Linked DNA regions of Gasterosteus aculeatus: region 2 is linked to region 1. The links are chromatin contacts, called in public Hi-C maps. All regions are on one chromosome and are shown on one strand. Each heading gives the region's core, a stretch centred on a gene start, on an enhancer-like site or on the middle of the called end of the contact. The rest is flanking DNA. Distances are from core to core; before and after follow the strand shown. Region 1 has its middle 7.0 kb from the start of rps6kb1a. Region 2 holds the start of nherf4b (NHERF family PDZ scaffold protein 4b).

What was found. Hi-C and Micro-C count contacts between places; a contact is called where the count stands out from the background.
Region 2: a Hi-C map of skeletal muscle shows a contact between it and region 1, with 1.9 times the contacts expected there. The contact joins the promoter of nherf4b here to the enhancer-like site in region 1. A contact is called at or near these places in 2 of 6 Hi-C or Micro-C datasets (skeletal muscle and tail fin).

What each region holds. Positions count from the first base shown.
Region 1 is chr7:17,598,920-17,601,527 of fGasAcu3.hap1.1, reverse strand. It overlaps the pseudogene LOC120822784. Among protein-coding and RNA genes, the nearest start is that of rps6kb1a, 7.0 kb to the right of the region's middle. Within about 2 kb of position 1,302, at least 8 of the 9 cell types and tissues checked have open chromatin away from gene starts, as enhancers often do.
Region 2 is chr7:17,697,258-17,699,865 of fGasAcu3.hap1.1, reverse strand. nherf4b (NHERF family PDZ scaffold protein 4b) reads right to left here and starts at 1,328. Exons shown (of 9, transcript XM_078106128.1): 1 at 1,232-1,328; 2 at 631-750. The coding sequence starts at 1,238.

The DNA.
Region 1 (2,608 bases), core at 53-2,552:
TGTCTGCTCCATTGTCAACTCCACGGCCCAGAGCTATGGCAAGCGCAAGCAGCAGGCCAAGTACTCGGGGGGGCAAAACGGAGTGACGGCCAGGTAGCAGTCTCAGCCCGCCGTCCACTTAGGAAGCTCCCAGCAGCCCCTTACTCATCGCAACTCCGGCTCCCAGCTGCTGAGCCACTGTGAGCCATTTTTATGGAGCAAAATATCCGCCTCCGACTGGTTCTCCTCTTATGTTGAACTTGGACTTCCTTTCATTGACTTGCTTTTAAAGGCTTTGCATTTGGTACCTATGACAAGGTAGGTGTTGGTTGGGGTGCGTGTGCGTGCTGTCTGTTCATGTTGGTGCTTTCATTAGCTCCTGAGCCATAACGCTCCTCAGTGAGGCGGTCACATATTCACTTTATTTAAATAAGCTAGGATAGTTACTTTTGAAGTGAGTTATTTGTTCAATAACTGAATTATGGAATATCGATATTAGCTTGTTTATTATTAAGACTGTATTGTGTATTTATGACATTTACTGTGGTAAGATAAAAAAAAACTGTAAATGAGTGTCCACTTCGGAGCCGTCTCATTTCCCCATGTGGGAGAGTTGTAAGTCAGTGGAGATGTTAATACTCTTTAAAAGTGTTTGTGGTGCTTTAGACGTCCACTTCTTTTGTGTATGCTCGTCATGGTACTTGTGGATGAGATATGATGAATCGGCCATGAATCACTCTGCTGCTCCCTTTGTCTACCCTTATTGTTCTGCTTCCAGGAAGAGAGCACATGAGTTAGCCCGGGGCTACTTTACCAGATGCAGCCATATAATGAATGTGCACGCGTGCGCTGGTGTTTGAGACGGGGAGCGGGAGGCAGATAGGAGGCTGGGTTTGTGTCACTGCCACATTTGTTGCTCTCCCTTTTATCTTTTATGGATTTAAGCAGACTGGCTCCACTAATAGACCAGGAGTGCCTGGAAGTCTTATATATAGTATAGCAGACGGTAGCGGCTCATTGAACTTAGAGACAGGCTGTGTCGTGGTAAATATTTGTCTTTGTCTTTACTTGTACATTTAGCTTTATTTTAAAAAAAAAACCTTTAACCTCAGATGAGTCCGGCAAGCTCCTTTGTCTTTATGTGATTAACGCTTATTTTTTTCCTCGTCGGATAACGTCCGCTGGCTCTCTATAAGCGGGACCTTCTTTTATTCATAGTTACCAGAGAAACGTGCAGTTTTCTTCTCCCTCTCTCTACCGCTGCTGTGCTACGCTGGACTGAGCACAGTGGGTGCGAGAGGGAGAGAGGGAGAGAGGAAGGGAGGGAGGGAGGGAGGGAGAGAGCGGACCCTCTAGCGCACAGTGAAAAGCGTCTGTGCCGTTACCTCAGCTGAACCTTCAAATGAACTCGTTGCACTGCCTCGGTGCCGGAGCCAGGAGACGAATCACTCGCGTTAGATTCAAAACAGAGAGGCACTGTTGAGCCGGCTGAACCCGGTGCTCTGCACCAGCTCTCAGCACAACATTCACGTCTCCTCTCCCTCCTGTCATGGTAAGTCGGATCAGGAATCTTTTTGTTTATTGATTTATTTTTTTGTTCTCATTGTTGTCGGCGCTGCACACGCGTCCGTCTCAGGCGTGTCTGTCACTCTCTCGGCCTGTCCGATAGCTTATCAGACTGGTGTTGGCTGTTAAGATTGCAAGGCGACAACAGTCTGTAGGCTGTCTGACATTTCGGGCTTTCATCTGACCAGCATCCTGTTTTGTCCTCTTTCTGTTGTTGTCATTGTCTCCGTTAGCATCAGTTCCCATTTTAGAGGCGTGTGCTGCGATGTCACTTCCTTTTATCCCAACCGCTTATCAAACGTCAGAAAATATGGCCCTATTGTTTATTTCCCCCATGCTGACGTTCATGAGGGTTTTTTATGTGGTTTCTTTGTGGGGAACTGTGTTCTCGCATGTTTGCAGATGTAGAGATGTCAATAGAGTACTTCTGCATGTGCGTACGTGTGTGTGTGTGAGCTGGCTCTGTCCTCTTGAATTTCCAGAGAATTCAGAAAGTACACACCTTATTGCAACACAACATATTATGACACACCAGTCTTACGTATAGTACTCACAGCTCTCACCCGTCTCTCCCCTTCCCTTTCACGCTTCCCTCTTCTCTCTCTTCTGTTGCTCAATATGCGCTTCTTCTTGTAGCAGGCTGCCTTTTATTGAAACAACTCTCTTGACGGGGACGTGTCTCTAGGGGCCACAAGTTGGTAATTATACAAAGCTGAAAATTATTGCTTAACCAGCGGATACTTTTGCCGCAAAGCTTCAGTTTCTTTTTTAGATTATTTTTTTTCTAAAAGCAGAGCCAAAGGGTAAAACCTTTTGCTGGTCATAAAAGCAAAATCATTGGATAACACTGGAATGGCTCACTGGCTTGGAGAGTATTTTTCTTGACAGTTTCGGGATGTCCTGTTCAATAAGGGAGCCCCCTTTTTGCATGCCTGTGTGTGTGTGTGTGCGTGTTTGTCTAGATTTCTGTTATAAATGTTTACCCTGGTTGTTAAGATATGTATGTAGTGGTTTCTCATGTGCGTTCACTATCAATAAAGTCGATTGAGAAGTGGATTGGTGT
Region 2 (2,608 bases), core at 79-2,578, 98 kb before region 1:
ATAGTGGCTGTTAGCAGGAGAATAGCTTACGCAGTGAACAGACACCGTCCTCACCCTGCTTATCTATTTGGTTCATCGTGTCAGTAACACAGAGTCCTTGTGGCGCGGACACGGTGTAACCTAAAAACAAACTTTCATCATAAAGTAACACAATTAGTAACTCCTTGCTCCCAGAAGAATTCATTCTCTCACACAACCTCAAAGTAGCTAAATGGCTTAAGCCACAGGCAGCTAATGCAGAAAATGAGTCACTGTTTGCTTTTCCCTACCATAAACCTACTTTTCTAATATCCTACCGCATTAGTTGCCCTCTATATGAAACACAAAGACAAGCTGCTGAAGCTCGATGAGATAAGAGTTTTGAGTTGTTATTGATGATCACAATTAGAAGTGGATAGATGGAAATTCCTCAACGAGTTTTGGATAGAATCTATATTTCGTCAGGTTTCACGGCAATCTCTGTTTTACTAAATGTAACACTGTACAAAACCATGGTAGCACAAGCATGAGAAAAACTAGGTAAAATCATAAAAGCAGGAGGAAATGTAGGTACAGAAGGGAGAAGATGGGTGAGACGGCTCATATTTGAAAGCAGGAAAAAAAATATTAGTAAAGTTTTACATATATTACCTGCACTTGATCTCTTGTGTGTCTTTCCCATCTGTTCAGCTGTCTCCCACACAGAGAGGGATGGAACAGAAGCGTGCTGTATGACCAAGCATTTGTTTTGATCACAGAGAAACTCCTCCCCTTGAAGGACAGCAGGCTTAATGTTTAATCTTTTGGGAAATATTGAGCGGATACACATTTATACGTACGGTGTGATTTGCATTGCACTGTGGACTAGCGGTACAAAACAAATGAAATAACTCTTCTCTTCTTGTTGCTCTGTAAAAATGTAGAACTGTGCGAAATACATCCTTCCCCCGTTCCCATGAGATTTACATCAGGACTGTGTGTCGGTGTCAAGACCAAAGCTCCGTGACATGTTGCACAAATACACCAACAAGCCAAGAACAATAACAGGAGTGATACAGATGAGCATGACTAAGAAATGAAGAGAAATTGTAACATTATACTTTATATCTATTTCACTTCACAGGTTTCCAGGAAGTCATTCAACACTCAGACTGAGATCTTTTAAGATTATTGTGAGAACTTTTTAAGATTAAGATTAAAAGACAGTAAGCATTTAATAGTTTTTGCGCTGAACTGGACGTGTTGATCTCACCTTTCATCAACAAGCATGTAGATATTATTTAGTTGAAAGCACCAAACGACCCTCTTCGCTTTCTCATTGACTTTAATGTCATTTCACCTCGTCAGGCCTTGATAAAAACAAAGAAATGTGGACACTTTTAAAACTGCAATGTCATTTTTCATTTATTCACACTAATTATATGTCTACTTTGGGACAGTCTTGGGATTCCCAAAATGAAGTTTTGATAAATTAATACAACTTACAGTTTTTGTGTCGGTCTACTGTGTGTCCTACTGGGCAACTTCTCTGTGACCAACAGTGACTCTGCACTTTCAGACAAAGGTGATTCTCATCAGTTGATTAGAAGTGACTCAATCACTTTTGAGTTTTTTGTGGAACCTCTCTCTGTTTAAACGATTCCCAGATTTAAATCTTTAGATGTGTTTAAAGTGTATGTATTGTGTGTGTGTGTGTGTGTGTGTGTGTGTGTGTGTGTGACTCTCTCTCTCTCTCTCTCTCTGTCTCCCTCTCTCTGTCTCTCTCTCACACACATACAGGTCCTCGGGTCTTAAAGATTTTTGATATTGATTTCAGCTTTCAGTCTATTTGAGCTCCAGCTTTCAGAATTGAAAAAGAGTGCTAAATAGCCTTTTTTAAACCTGAAGGCCATTGTAGGTTGTAGGAAGGTCCAACCCTGGTGTCCCCTAAACCAGTGGTCCCCAACCACCGGGCCGCGGACCGCTACCGGTCCGTGGGCCATTTGGTACCACGCTGCACCACAGAAAGATTTTTTTTTTTCTGAAAAATGTTTAATTTTGAAAATTGACCGGCTTTTCCACTAATTATATGCGCTCGTCCCTCTGACATATTCCCCACGCGTCACCAGGCGTCTTTCTTCACTTTTACAATTGTCCTCTTACCGTGCACGTGCACGGCAGTTTCGCCCACCAGCGAATTTCCGTCGGACCTTCTCGACCGGTCCGCGAAAATTGTCTGACATGGAAACGGTCCGTGAGGTAAAAAAGTTTGGGGACCACTGCCCTAAACCACTCAGCCCTCAAGCCCTAGTGACTTAATTGACGTCAACTGGTAGGTGGTTGAGTCTCAATTTAAATATAAATGGGACAACAATTTGATGCAACACGTCACCATGACACCGTCAACAGTTATGATATACAATTGTAGGTATTTATTTTCTACTTTTTACTCCGTGGTTTCCAGGCTCTGTCCTCGCAAGATAAAAGGTCATTTTTACTGTTTTTCATCAAAACAGTGTTAAATATTTGAACAAATGTGCAAATGTCGTATGATTTCATGTGTTTTTTTTGTTCCATCTTTCATCCTTAATGTTTCTGTGTAAATGTAATATAACGGTCTGACTACACATGTTTTGTCCTCTTTGTTGAC